2 separate regions of the Macaca mulatta genome follow, and region 2 is linked to region 1. Evidence: chromatin contacts called from public Hi-C data. All regions are on one chromosome and are shown on one strand. Each heading gives the region's core, a stretch centred on a gene start, on an enhancer-like site or on the middle of the called end of the contact. The rest is flanking DNA. Distances are from core to core; before and after follow the strand shown.

Region 1 (7,726 bases), core at 3,732-6,231:
ATAATATACATACACACACATATATATATCTCTGTGTGTGTATGTGTGTATATATATCCGTGTATGTGTGTATATATATCCATGTATGTGATGCAAAAAAAAAGTCATAATTGAACCTGTTACAAAATATTTGCCACAAAGTAACATGATTCAGGTGAGGGGCATAATGAATGGGTAGAGGAAATCCTGTTTCTGATGGCCACTGATAGTCTGGTCTCAAACTGACTCAACTGAGGAACAAAGGCTCATTAAGCTCATCATAACTGCTAAAATTGTATGTCCTATACCAAAATCTACAAAGCAGGCATTCAACAAACATTTGCTATTATTAACAAACGTTAGCTATTATTAACATACGTTAGCTATTATTAACAAATGTTAGCTATTATTAATGAATGTTAGCTATTATTAACGAACGTTAGCTATTATTAAGAATTATGTTTTAAAAGCGCTCATCAGCTCCTCTTGTGCAGCTTATGCTCACTGACATCTACTTGGTTACTCCATTTCTTAGGCGCTTTGCCCTCTGAAGGGAATACAGCCATGGACATGCTAGTGGTTAGAAAGGTTAATCCCAATATTTCCAGTCCCCTTCCTTCCAGGCACTGTTTTTCCCTGCTCCCTGGAGATGTGATGTGGCTGCATGCTTTGCTTTGGCCCATGAGTGGAGGTGGCTGTGTTACTTCAGGGGAGAATGTAAGTAGCAGTGGAGGACTCTCCAGCATGCCCCCTCTCCGTCCCTCATCAATCATAGCAACATGGTTGATGTGGAGGTGCAACACCAACCCATTGCTTGGAGGACAGCTGCCCTGGGCCTGCTGTAGCCTTTGCATCAGTGAGAATGAAGTCTTTGTTGCTTTGAGCCCCTGAGTTTAGAGCTATCATGGTGACATAGCCAGGCCTGTTCTGATCAACACAAGCTCCAACAGTAACCAAATTTTAACGCAGGTTGTAATTCGATCTCTTCTAAGTGTTGTTAATATAAATAGGTTTCCCAAGGCCTCATCAATTTTTGAAGCAGTTAAGAACATGAAATGTCTAAATCTTCTAAGCCAAAAAAGAGGTCCTGAAACTGCAGAGACCCTGCTGGAGTACAAATTGCAGGAAGAATCAGCCTTGTCTCGTCAACATTCCTCAAACGGAGGATCAGGACGGGGCTGCGAACCTCAGCTCAGGAGAAGCTGTTCACCACAAATAGAGGAAACCAAACATTCCCTCTGTCCAGAGCAACTATGCACAATGCAAGGCGGTGTCAATCCAGCAGCCCCAGGCTGGGTGCTCTGGGCAGAGCTTGACCCCAAATCAGAAAACTGAATAAGTCTCCATCATCCTTGATAGCCCTGACATAGCCCATAAAGTACCATAAACTCTGTGTGTGTGTGTGTGTGTGTGTGTGTGTGTGTGTGGCGGTGAGGGGGTGTGTCTGTGTGTGTACGATCCTGTGCACTGATTTTTATGCAGCCTGAAGTCTGAAAACCAGAGGAAGGAAAAAAGGGAACTTTTATATGCACATGTCTGGTTCTTAACTCATTTTGTCCCTAGGAAATAATCACATCTCTAGCAGCAGACCTGGGCTCTTTGAAAAGCTGTAACAAAGGACTGTGCCACCTCTTCTCATCCCACCATGTCAGTATTGCCTGCAGTGGTATCAGGACTACCTTTCCCTCCTGGGCTTCTGATAACTGCTGTCATAAACCCAGAAGTGGAGCTGTATGTTACATGGAGGTAAGAATCTAAGTCCATGAATAACTGACATGCACGGGTATAATTGTAAGGCAAGTATAGGGTTATTTGCCAATCTCTTACTCTGGTAAATTCTATACTGTCTTAGTCCATTTTCTGTTGCTATAATAATACCATAGACTAAGCAATTTATAAAGAGCAGAAGTTCATTTGGCTCACAGTTTTGGAGGCTGGGAAGTCCAAGAGCATGGCTCCAGCATCTGGTAAGACCCTCTCTGCTGTGTCATAACATAACTGAGGGCATTGCATGGTGGGATGGCAAAAGCATTCCAGCTCAGGCCTCTCTCTTCTTATAAAGCCACGAGTCCCACCATGTGGATCACACCCTGATGCCCTTATCAAATTCTAATGACTTGCCAAAGGTGCCACCTTCAAATACCATCTACATATGAATGTATGGATTAAGTTCCTAACACATGACATTTGAGGGATATATTCCAAGCATAGCATGTACCATGGCCCTGAATGAGAAGAGGAGGATTAGGTCTTATTTTTGGCCTGAATTTTCTTCCCTCTTGGAGTTGATACTGTCAGCCCTATAAATCTGTTTCTGTGCCATGTGTTCGCCCACGGATGATGCTCATCTATCCTAGCCCATGACACACAGTTTCTTCCTTTATTAGAATACACTCATTGCAAAAAGACTCTGCCTGGAATTTCTTTCAACAGTCCCAAGGCTTTACCTGCATTCTTAATGAGGTAGGACTTTCCTCCAACCACAATAAACTCTCCTTATATTGGGGACGCCGAGAAGGTCTAACCGACGCAGCAGAAAAGAATACTGTCCTAAATAAGTCACTGGAAGGCCCTCTGTGCAGAAATGATTCTGGCTCCTCTGAGCCATTGAAATGAGGCTGTTATCCGCTGCAAGTGAAGTTTGTGACCAGTGCGTTCTGCCAGACCAAAGCCAGACAAGGTCTGCCACCTATATGCTTTGGAAAGTAGCCTCAAGGTACAAGAAAATACTTGTCTGGTTTTGGCCAGCTAGTCCATCTCCATTTTAAATTTCTCCACTCCTGCAAAACAGCATGGAAGCCCCAAGTGAGCATGTTGAGAAAGGAAAAGAGACCTGTCTCTGGCTTGTACCCAGTAGGCTGGAGCTCAGGCTCAGCAGGGAGCAGGCTCCTCTTTATTTCCCTTCATTTTATATTGTTTTCACTTCCCAGGATGTCACCCTGGGACCCCAGGGAAGTCATACAGCTTGGACAGCAAAGAGAGAACAGCTCCCCAAGTGGTGGGGAGAATTGGATGAGACTGCACTGTATTGGGAGCTTGAGGAAGGCTCAAACGTAGTCTACTGCTTGTTTGAAGAAAAGGAGATACTCGGAAGGTGAAAGAAAGCCACTGCTAAATGTCCTTGAGTAGGAGTCAGCTCTTCTCATCCTATGTCTTGTCCTCCCAAGGCTACATACCTGGGAAGGAATCCCAAGAACTTGGACAAGTGAGGTTCAGAGTTGGCCTCAGCACAGCTAGGTCGGCCCCTGCCTCCTCAGAAGGACGGAAGGAAACACATTCACATCTCTTTCCTCTGTGAACTTGCCCTTGTGAGGGGTCAGCTATGGAATAAGCTCCCTTAGGGTAGAGTCTTCATGGCTGGGATCCTCCTGAAGAGGCTGCTCTGAAACCTAGAGGGACAAAAAGAGGAAGACTCTGGAATTGCATTGGGAGTAAACTACAGAACTGTGAAACACCATCATCACGTAACTCAAGGAAGATGGGCTTGAGTTCAGTGCTGGGGAAGCCATGGGGCTAATTTTCAGATTAAGTTTATCTAAAAATTGCTTAGTTTAATGATTAATCTGACAGCTGAGGTGCACTTAACTTCCAGAGAGAGAATAAACAGCCTTATTCTAAGCAAATATTCCGCACACATGATTGTCCAGACTTGATCATGAAGGGCAGACTCCACCCTCTTGCTGATCACTGTCTAATTAACTTTCCGTGCCCATCAGGGCAGAAACATGGTGAAAAGCATTTTGAAGAGTAAGATGATTCTAACCTGACTTGTCTGAAAAGCGATGTCAGGAGTTATGACTTCCTGTGCCTTTGATCTCCTTATCTGAGTCTGTCATCTAAGGGTGCCAATTAACATTTATAGTTTGTGGTTAGATGCCTTGGAAATGCTTCACTGAGTGTCTCCAGGAGCCCATGTCAATTATTTACTGGTCTTAATAAGTTTCTTTTTAGCGTTTTGATCCTTGAGGTCAATGCCAACTTAGAGCCCTGGGTCTGGATTACACCACTTCTTCCCATAGAACGATACTTGGAAGATACTTGGAATCATGAATGCTTTCACAGCCATTCCCTGAGACCTCTGCTTCACCTGGTTTGTTTGATAACTGAACCCGCAGCACAGTTCCCTCACGCCTTCCCCAGACATGGGTGAAAATTGTCCCCTGTGTATTCAGGGCAGTAGTTCCACAAGTGTTCTCACTGGTGAGGCACTGCATCCTCTAGTCACAGTCAACCCCCAGCAGGACCGAGTCCTAGCTCCTGCAGGGATTTTTCTTTTTTTTTTTTAGATGGAGTCTCACTCTGTCACCTAGGCTGGAGTGCAGTGGCGCAATCTCAGCTCACTACAACCTCTGCCTCCAAGGTTCAAGCAATTCTCCTGCCTCAGCCTCCCAAGTAGTAGGGATTACAGGCACGCACCACTACACCCGGCTAATTTTTTTGTATTTTTAGTAGAGACGAGGGTTTCACCATGCTGGCCAGCCTGGTCTTGAACTCCTGACCTCGTGATCCACCTGCCTCGGCCTCCCAAAGTGCTGGGATTACAGGCGTGAGCCACCGCACCTGGCCTAGGAAAAACTTTAAAGACATGCATGAAAAAGCAACTTTATAAATAACAAGTATGCTGCTTGGCATTTTATAAGTACATTCTCTCCTATGATTCCTTTCTTCCCCCAGTGGTTCTCTGAGACAATCAGTACAGCCCTTAGAGACCCAGTGAGGGAACTCACTGCTCATTCTCCCCGGTAAAGGTGAAGATAAATGACCTCATGTGTGCCCAGGCTAACATTTGGGGCCATCTGGTGGCTTCCTCTCACAGGCAGCATGATCCTCAGTCTTCCTTCAACATTGACTTTCTGGATGACCTTTGCTGACCTTGGGGAAGCACACACTCGTGAAAGTTAGAAAGTCTCCCTCGGTGTCTGTGAATATGATTAATGTCTGCAGCGCTCTCTGAACACACACAGCTTCCTGTTAATGAGAAGCAGAAATATGAGACAGGATGTGGTCTTCCCTATCCTGAGTGAGTCAAATTCTGGGCCCTAGTCACTCGGCCCGTTCCTGCTACTGTCTTGTCAGAGACCAGGACATAAAAAACACATTGATAGTTTGCTTTTATAAGTTCAGCACAGGGCCCAGCACAGCACTTTGCAGTTTAGTAGCAAGTAATTATATGTTTACTGAATGAATCTAGTGTATAAATTTTTTAAATTGATGGCCTAGTAAACAGTTAGACCTCTTTTTTTTTTTTTTTTTTTTGAGACGAATCTTGCTCTGTGGCCCAAGCTGGAGTGCAGTGGCATGATCTTGGCTCACTGCAACCTCTGCCTCCCAGGTCCAAGTGACTCTCCTGCCTCAATCTCCTGAGTATCTGAAATTACAGGTGTGCACCACCATGCCCAGCTAGTTTTTGTATTTTTAGTAGAGACAGGGTTTCACCATGTTGGTCAGGCTAGTCTCGAACTCCTGACCTCATGATCCGCCTGCCTCAGCCTCCCAAAGAGCTGGGATTATAGGCGTGAGCCACTGTGCCCGGCCAATAGGTAGACCTCTTAAGAAGAAAGTTCAGTAAGAATTGTTGTAACATGTTTTATTGATTCTACATGTTTTTGAGTTTCAGTCAACAATGGGTTTGACAGGAATAGATGGAGCTCCTGTTAGTAAATGCAGTAGAATCCTTGCTATCATTGGCTTAACCATTCTGAATTTCCACAGACTGCCACGACACTTTCTCATTCCATTCTCCTGCCTGCAGAAAATCAACCTAATCTACTGTCACCAGGACCACACTGTAACTGCCCAGCAAGTTCTCTTCCCTGCTGCCCAGATGGAGCCAATTTATCAAGACAGGGGAATTGGAGTACAGAAAGAGTTTAATTCACATAGGGCCAGCTAAATGGGGGACCAGAGTTTTATTATTACTCAAATCAGCCTCCCCCAGAATTTGGAGGCTAGGGCTTTTCAAAAATAGTTTGGCAGGCATGGGGCTAAGGAATAGGTGCTACTGATTAGTTGAGTGTGCAGTCACAGGGGTGTGGAAAATGGTCCTCATGCACTGAGTCCACTTCTGGGTGAGGACCACAGGACCAGTTGAGTCAAGAGTCATGGATCCAAGTGGTGCCATCCAGCCCTCGAAAGTGCAAAAGCCTGAAAGACATCTCAAAAGACCAATCTTGGGTTATACAATAGTAATGTAATTTACAGGAATAATAGGAAAAGTTGCAAATCTTATGATCTCTGGAATAATGGATAGTAATTGTTCAACTATGCCTACATCTTAGTGGAATTCAGGCCCCTCTCATTCTCCTAACCTAGTGACTTTTCATTAGTGTTACAGAGACAGTTGAGTTTGGGGAAAGACTATTGTCATTTGAACTATAAACTAAATTACTCCCAAAGTTAGCTTGGCCCATGCTTAGGAATGACCAAGGGCATTTTGGAGGTTAAAGGCAAGATAGAGTTGGTCAGATCAGATTTCTTTCAGTGTCATAATTTTCTCAATGTTATAATTTTTGCAATGGCAGTTTCAATACTATGATTATTGTCAGTCCTTTTGCCTTTGTGGGTCCTTCCCATAATAATAGATTTTTGTAGACCCTGATATGGGCTAAAGTGTGTTTCTCAAAATTTCATATGTTGAAGCCCTAATCTCCAGTACTTCAGAATGTGACTGTATTTGGTGATAGGGTCTTTAAAGAGGGGATTGAGTTAAAAAGAGGCCATTCAGGAGAGTCACTTGAACCCGGGAGGCAAAGGTTGTGGCGAATTGAGATTGCGTCATTGCACTCCAGCCTGGGCAACAAGCACAAAACTCCGTCTCAAAAAAAAAAAAACAAAAAAAAAAGATGATTAGGGTGAACCCTGATTCAAAGACTGGTGTCTTTATAAAAAGAGGAAATTTTGCTACAAAAAGATACACAAAGAGTACATGTGCACAGAGGATGGCTTTGGGAAGAAGCAGCAAGTGAACACCATCCACAAGTCACGGGGAGAGGTCCCAAGGGAGTCAACCCTCCTGGCACCTGGGTCTTGGACTTCCAGCCTCCAGAATCCTGAGAAAATACATTTCGGCTGTTTAAGCCACCTAGCCTGTGATCTTTTATTCTGGAAGCCCTAGAAAACTAATATAGTTTCTAACATTTATCATTCATTTTTGATGAGAAAAAAAAATTAAAACATTGTTCACCCTAAAAGTTCATTTTTTTCGTCTGGTTTTAGAAGAAATTGAAACATTTTTGTGGGCTCCTAAAAGTATCATGGACTTTCAGCCATGAGTTTCCTGTCCTGATGGAGAAGTTGGCCCCGATGATCATAGGACCACAGAGAATGACTGAACAGTTTTATGATGAAACTCATTTTCCATCCCTATATTCCTCATGAGTCTCTTTAAACACCAGCTCACATTTTATTATGGCCTAAAGCTAGACCACTGAAATAAAAGAGCTTGGCCATTTTATAACCCAGCCTCCTTAGAGAATCTCTGAGGAGTGAGATAATTTAGAAATGCTTTGATAAACACCAATTTAAAACTCAGCCACATAGGTCTCAGATAACTGTTCATAGTCTGAACAATGTCACTTCCAGGTGTCTGTGCCCCAGCAGTGGGTCATCATGCAAGCCCTTCATTAAATTCGCTTATGCCTTTGAAATCAAAATAGGAAATCAGAGGTGGAAATGATTAGCAAGAGGTCACAGCTAATGCTTTATCTTGCATGAAACAATTACATAAATTTTATGTGACTTTGCTGAG
Region 2 (7,726 bases), core at 2,154-4,653, 360 kb before region 1:
GTGTGTGTGTGTGAACACATGTGCCCATGTTCTGGTTTTTATTTACTCATCATGTTCAAGAATAAATGGGATGCTCCCTTTTGCATTTTAGGTTATTAGCCTTACTCAAGCAAAGATAATAATGCCATGATGTATTGCTCTAGTCACCGGATTCACTCAAAAGTCATTTTAATTGGTGGCACATTTTATTTCAAAGCCCTTAAAGGGAAAAAGAAGAGAATATTTTAGGATGCAATTTCAAAATTACTGCCAAGTTATTGCCTTCTGTTTGCTTGAAATAATTGAGTTCTTCTCTGGATGCAGTCATCTTGATGAAGAATAGAAAGGAGAGGACCTGAAATATCACTGCTGCTGGAAGAGGAATTCATCTCAGGCAGGACACAAGTACATGCTATTCTTTGAAAAAATGACTCCTTCTGATTAATTAAAATGATGTAAGTGCCACAGTGCAGCCAATATTTTCCACTCAGTGGAATTTAGCCATGATGTATGTCCATGAAGAAACAGCCTCAAAGTAGGCCTTGCATGTCTGATGTGAGTGGTAAACATTACTTTCCTTTTCATAATTCCGGTGTTTTTCAATAAAAATCCGTATTTGAAGGAAAGTTACCAGTCAACTCAACCAAATTACATTTTTATGTGTTAGAAGTTAAATTATCAACTGTAAAATTAACTTATCACCTGGTGAATGAAATTAGCAGGTAGAGTGGTTACTATTCAATTATGGTGAGTTGCTGTTTAATGGCTCTGTTCTGCAAGGCTCTATTAATGTCTATTAATCTGACTTTTTTTTCTATTGGACAGCAGACAGCCCTTTATTGCTAAACCCCATCATGGTGGTGCAAAATGTGGAGGCTGCAGTCAAAAATACCGAGGCTTTTGGTAATAATTAGCATAGCACCAAAGAAATATCAGATACTTTACTAAAACATCTTCTTCCTACCACCTTAAAATCAAAGCAAGTCTTGACTAGGGGAAAAGGAAGTAACACAAAGGTAATTTGTGGAAGCCGGAGGGAGAGGCTTCCAGTCTGATCTGTCTCTTTCCAAATGTTCAGGTCCCAGCCTACTAAACCAAAGGTTTATCTTGGGCTAGGGCTCAGCCTCGGCCCTGTCCATGGCAGAGAAGAAAGAGAAAGAAGAAATAGTCTCACAAGAAGGTGGCTATCTATGGGGCAGGCATTAAAGAGAGCCAAGAAAATCACTCCAAAAACACCAAATCCTGTCTCCCCAGGTTTCCCAATAACTGAAACGTCATCATTATGAATTATGCCAACATCTGTTGTTTTTGTTGCCTCACTAGAGTTGCTCTTTTGGTGACAGATCCTGGATTCTTCTTGGAGAACCACCCTTCCCGATTTCAACCCCTGGGCCACATCCACTGATGTGTTCCCTCCTCCTGGACTGCAGTCCTTGGTCCAGAGTGGTGCTCCAGGCTTTGGTTAGAGTTATTGGGAAAGAGTTGAACCTTTTCCTTTCCAGGATCTAAACCAAAGATGTGAGTCCAAGGCTGCCAGAAGGAAAAAGAATCAACACAGGGGAACACGGAGGAGAGCTGGAGAGACACCTGCCCTAAAGACTCCTTTTGAGCTCCTGGGTCTAGCCATGCCTGAAGAGGACCTTTATCCTTAACTTTTCAGTGAAGTCAGTGAATACATTTCCATTTTTATTTACGATGAAGTAAGTGGCACAGTGCAGCCAATATTTTCTGTTGAATTCTATCCTTCGGGTGGCTCACTTTAATCCTCATTGAAGGAAACAGCATGTGGATAGAGTGGGGTGTGTGGAAGAGGGCAGGCAGGTGCCCAGTTCTGTGCATACAGACCCTTGGTCCTGGAGCAGGTGGTGGGCCTCTAGGTTCTGCCTTAGCCGTCACAGCCGCCTAGGCCTTGTTACCTCACTGGGCAGCATTGGGCAGAATGATAGGCAGGGCCCTTTCCAGCCTGACACTCCGTTCCTACCCCCGGACCCACTCAGGAGAGTGGATGATCGCCCCGACTGCCGCCTTGGGAATTCCAAGGGTAGGGGTGGTGGTGGCTTGTCATTCCTTTTACAGGTGGGGTCTTCTCACATGCTTTGGTACCAACGACATTAAATGTTTTTCTGTGATTTGTGAACGGAAGGTCATAAAGTATTTGTCTAAAATTCTAGCTTTTATTCATAAATGATTAGCATTTTCATTTTCTTCTCCCTTGACCCCGTTTCCATCGTTTCTGTCTCACAAGCTAGAGCTGGGAAGATGCGGTCGCCCATGCTGTGGCCGGCTGTCTCCTGCGCAGCAGCTCTCCCCAGATCTGTGTGTTTGCCATAATATACTTCTCCGCACCCAGGGAGGATATGCATTTGTTACGTGTTTGCAAACCAGAATAAAACCACTGAATCGGGGTGACAGGAGGTGGAACCCGTGAAATATCAGTGTTTGTAACCCACGATGCCACCAGCTCCAAGCTGTAGACACATTTTCTTTCAGCCCTCGGGGCTGCTGTTGCCATTTCTGTGGAGTAGTTCACCTGCGGGCGGGTGGTTCTCAGTTCCCAAAGTCGGGTGGCAAGGGGTGCTCTCCCGAAATGCTGACGCTTCCCCTGGGATGTCAGCAGAGTCGATGGGGACGGACGAAATGAGGCAGCCCAGGCGAGTGTCTGGGAGGGTGAGCTGTCCGAGTTACTTGGGGCAGGGAGGTCTTCTAATCCCCCATCGCGGCCTAGGTCCGACCCCTGCCCCAACCGCTGCCACCGGGCAAGAAAGGCTAGGCCTCCAGGGTGCCCTGGGCACAGGCCTGGGCTCCGGAGGGCGGCGTTGGCCGGGTGCAGCCCGCTGGAACCCAGGCAGGAGGCGAGCCTGGGCGTCACTAGGGGCAGGGGCCGGGGTCGGCCACTGCCGCGGCGCGAGGGTGGGTGGGGACGCGCCTCTGGATCCAGAGCGCAGGCTGGCGGCTCACTGAGGCCAGCCCCGTCCCGTCGCATCTTGGGGTTGGAGGCCCCGACCTCGCCGCCCTCACTCCTCAGCGCGGCGCTCTCCCAGTCACCCTGGCCCGCCCCGCCCCGCCTCGCGCCCAGGGCTGGGACCCGGGAACCCACTCCCTCAGACAGGCTGGTCGCCCACCGCTGCGGCCCGGCCGGGCAGGGCTCGGGTCCGGGCGGGGGTTCCGGGAGCCGAGAGCTATTTTTGCAAACGCGTCAGCCGCTGGGGAGGAAGAGCCGGCTCCGGGCCCATTGTGTCTGCGCCGCGCCGCGCGGCGCGGGAGGGGCCGGGGTTGGCGGCTGGGACGCAGCGAAGCGCGCGAAAACGGCCGGCAGGGCGGGGAGGACCGCGCCTGACCCCCGGCGGCGTGCGGGGCGGGGCCCGGGGCGGGGCGTGGGCGGGTCCTGGGCGGGGCGCGAGGGGGCGGGCCCGGGCGCCCTCCGGCCGCTGCAGGCTGGCGGCTGCTGCGGCGGCGCGGGGACTGCGGGGACTGTGAGGCGGCCGCGCGGACAGCGACTCCCGGGGAAGCCCGCGCCCCGGGAGCGGGAACTAGAGCAGGAGCGGCGCCGTTCCAGGCCAGAGGCGAGCGCCGGGCGCTGGGAGAGCGGAGAGCCCGGGCGCTGCCGGAGCGCGGGGGCGCGGCCCGAGGAAGCGACAGAGCGAGCCCAGGCCTGGGGAGGGCGCCGGGCGCGAGCCTCCTGCGTCGAACATCCAAGGCGGCTTCGTGGGAGACAAAGCCTCGCTTAGAGAAGCGATGCCCGCCGATCGCGAGCCCGGCCAGCGAGGGCGCGGGGCCCGCGGCGTCTGAGCGCACCGAGCCGTGCGCCCGGGGGGACGCCGAGCCCGGGGCCGGTGCGGGCGGCGGCGGGCGGGGCCCAGGTGCGCCCGGCTGCTTTGGGCCCGTGACTGCTCGGGGGGCGGCGCCCTCCCGCCGCAGCCGCAGTGGCCGGCGCCGCAGCCAGGAGCCATGGGCAACATCTCCTCCAACATCTCGGCCTTTCAGTCCCTGCATATCGTCATGTTGGGCTTGGACTCGGCCGGCAAGACCACTGTGCTCTACCGGCTCAAGTTCAACGAGTTCGTGAACACTGTGCCCACCATCGGCTTCAACACCGAGAAGATCAAGCTGAGCAACGGCACGGCCAAGGGCATCAGCTGCCACTTCTGGGACGTGGGCGGCCAGGAGAAGCTGCGGCCGCTGTGGAAGTCCTACAGCCGTTGCACGGACGGCATCATCTACGTGGTGGACTCGGTGGACGTGGACCGGCTGGAGGAGGCCAAGACGGAGCTGCACAAGGTGACCAAGTTCGCCGAGAACCAGGGCACGCCGCTCTTGGTCATCGCCAACAAGCAGGACCTGCCCAAGTCGCTGCCGGTGGCCGAGATCGAGAAGCAGCTGGCGCTGCACGAGCTCATCCCGGCCACCACCTACCACGTCCAGCCGGCGTGCGCCATCATCGGCGAGGGCCTCACCGAGGGCATGGACAAGCTCTATGAGATGATCCTGAAACGCAGGAAGTCCCTCAAGCAGAAGAAGAAGCGGTAATGCGCCCGGAGCGACCGGGGAGCGAGCGAGTGCGTCAAGAATGAATGGATGGATGGGTGGATGGATGGATGGATGGATGAGCGAGAACCCGCGCCCGCGAACAAAGACAGCGAACCAAAGCGATGCTTCGAATTTTTAAAACGGAATCTCTGCATCCAAATGCAGGACTGGTGACTTAAGGAGCTGCGAAGGCTGGTTTACCGGCCTGCTCTCGACCTGCCCCCCACCCCCAGCTCAGGGGACCTTTTGTCTGAACGCCAGAGCTACTGAAGGGGTCGGGGGACCGTGGTGGGGAGTGGAAGTGCCGGTCCTGCTGTCCGCCCTCCCAGCCCCAGTTGCGAGGCTCAATTGTTGGAGAGACAAAAGCGATTTCTTCCTACTCCTGCTGGGCCAGAAGTTCAGGCTGCCCCGCCCCCACTGGGGGATCGCACCTGTGAGTTACCTGAGGTATGCATTTCCCAGAACCCTGGGCGTACCCACCTGGGGGGCATGTTGGCTCTGGGGGGACCATCTCTCCTTGCATTCAGGGGCCGTGAAGCTGAGTAATTTTCGGTCGCAGGGCAGGCCCCTGTTGAAATTTCATTTGTCCTGCTCTGGGCCCAAAGGAGGTGATGGTTTGGGTCATCAGAGGACTGCCTGGGATGGTGCAGCGGGCACGGAGCGCTGTGCTGGCCTGGCTGGGGATGGCCGCGGAGATGCCCTTTTCCTGGTGCTTTGTGGTGGCTGCAGAAGACCAGTGTTGTTGAGAACTGCTTTTCAGCCTGGAATCAGACATCTTCCAGATGGTTTGGACCCTATCCATGTGTAGGTCATTATCACACAAAGAGACCAATAAAAATTAAAAAAAAAAAAAAAAAAAAAAAAAAGACGAACTATTGGAGGTGGTGGCCAATGATGCATTTACTGTTTGCAGGATAGTTAAAGGTGTTTAAAGGGTAAGGCTTTTGGTGTAAATGCTGGATGGGGTGTGTGTGTGTGGATATAGGGACCTCCCTCTGTACTGTGTAATCGGCATTAATACCTAGACTCATATGTATGGAATTTTAAATTCTCTTAGCCTACTGATTGGTTTGGGTGAGCACACCAGCTGCAGATGTGTGCTGAATTGCAAGATGGTATTTTTTTTTTAACCAAGGGATGTCTTGTAATACTAACCGCGTGATGATGGGTTTTCAGACATGTTTAAAAAAAACACGTTTACAAATGAATACTTACCTTAGAAATATTCACCTTAGGAAAAAAGACTTTGCTCTGCCCTTTTATATTCCTTTACGCTGCAAGTGGCGACATGTTCAGATTTCTAATTTGGTTCATTGTGGCCTATCTGGTTTAAGTATTTCATTCAAAATGTCTCGTTAGAGTATTTGATGTCATGCACCAAAAAAATAAAACCCCACCTTGCAAAAGCTGACCTCGTTGCATGGAATTAAAAGAGAAGGAAAAACACAAGGATGAAGCCCTTCTGAATTCATTCTTGTGGGAACTGGCCTTCGGAGCCAGCCAGCACTTTGGGCAAATGCAAACAACAATGAGTGCTTGAGATAAAAGAAAGTGTGACGTCATGGTCACTGGTACTCAGGCACTTCACAGTTTACTTGAAAGAGGCTTTGGAAAATAGATAAAGTGAAAGAAGAATAAATACATATTTTTAATAATGTAATTTTAAAAATCCTTTAGAATCAGGACTCAGTCTTGGTTTGCAGAAGCTGTCATTTACCCTGAAACACAGTATCAAAAGGGAAACTTAAAACATACTGTTTGATTTTTTTAGTCCCTCTTCCAATCCATGTTTTCAGATAGAATTATGACTTTCCCCCCACTGTTACACATTTCTTTACAAAGGAGACCTGTAGAAATGGGACATGATCATGCTTGAGCATGTGAGTTCGTCAAATTATGAGGCCATGCCTATTGTCCATTACACACCGAATGTTAATTTAAGAACCAGAGGCAGAAGTTCTGGCTTCCTGTTTAAAACCCAATTCCTATATGAAATTTTTTAAACGCAGAAACCTAGCAGCCCAGCTGCTTTTTCTCTTTCGTCGGTGTATTTGGTACCCCTCCAATGCTGGTCTTTTTGTAGAAACTCAGTAGAGAAAGTCTAGCTAAGCAGTGTTGAAAAGCCTGCAAGATTTCAGTTTACATATCGACAGCATATTCACTGATTTCTAAATGGGCTGGTCCCATCATCTGAAGATTCTGTATAGAATTATTAAAAAAAAAATCCATCTTTCTTTATTTTCTTCACATGCGACAATTTCTTAAGCACTTTGACATTTTGGTAGTTCCACACTATTGAGAGAATAATATATTTATTTTGTGACATTGCAGATGCCAAATACTGTAACCTTCTCGTGATAACAATACTTAGGTTCAACATCACTGTTCAAACCCTGTCATGCTTTAAAACTGATGCGAGATGATTTTGTTTTTTGCATAATCAATACTTAAGGGTGCAATCAACTGTTAGTAATTGTGCAGTAAAGTAAAGCCCTGTGGTGTATCAACTACTAGTTAAGAGTCTCAGTTGATTTCTGTAATGTTTGACCTAATATTAACCCATTTTGTCTCTGACCTAACAGAGGAAGCACAGATCAAATCACCTTGGAGTGGTCACCGGGGGGACAGGGAGCCCCGACCAATGTATCAATGGGTGATTTATGATGCCTTCTGCCCTTTGGCGAGTGAATGGGTTTCCCATAGGGGAAGTTGGCCTCCCTTCGTGAGCTTTGGAAGTGTTTTCTAATAGACACAGGGAGGCCAGTTTTGTTTCAGAGCAATTATCTTCCCAAATTCTCTGTTCTGGTGTTGGGACTGTGTGCCCTGGTTTCTGTTTTCCTTTCTACTGCTGTAATTCTCTGTCTCATCATCCTCCTTTTTGTTTCCATAGCCTTTTATAATGCATATATGATGCTGTGAACAGAAATAAATTATTTATACAATCAAACGACTGGGGAGATTTTCTGTGGGGTTTTTTTTTGTTTTGTTTTGTTTTTTTTGATGTCGCTGGTATTCATTCTCTAGACCTCTGCTGAGTGAGGGGATGGATCACAAGATGGTGTCTGGAGTTCTAATCGGTTCTAGGGCTGTATCAGTCATCTCTGGATTTTTGGTGTCAGGGTCTAGGTCTGCCGTGAATGGTGGATCTGGACGCTAAAATGCAGGAGTCTCTATGCATTTGAGACTCGTTCACTTGAGCCTGCCCTTCGGCTGGGTGCCT

The links. Hi-C and Micro-C count contacts between places; a contact is called where the count stands out from the background.
Region 2: a contact with region 1 is called in a Hi-C map of CD4 T cells, with 7 times the contacts expected there. The contact joins the promoter of ARL4C here to the enhancer-like site in region 1. A contact is called at or near these places in 6 of 14 Hi-C or Micro-C datasets (CD4 T cells, blood, fetal cortex germinal zone and 3 more).

What each region holds. Positions count from the first base shown.
Region 1 is chr12:139,411,651-139,419,376 of T2T-MMU8v2.0, reverse strand. No RefSeq gene overlaps it. Among named protein-coding and RNA genes, the nearest start is that of SPP2, 95 kb to the right of the region's middle. Within about 2 kb of position 4,981, at least 11 of the 40 cell types and tissues checked have an H3K27ac peak or open chromatin away from gene starts, as enhancers often do. A contact at or near this core is called in CD4 T cells and blood, where this site is marked.
Region 2 is chr12:139,767,330-139,775,055 of T2T-MMU8v2.0, reverse strand. ARL4C (ADP ribosylation factor like GTPase 4C) reads left to right here and starts at 3,403. Exons shown (of 1, transcript XM_015111395.3): 1 at 3,403-7,453. The coding sequence starts at 3,928. The coding sequence ends at 4,506.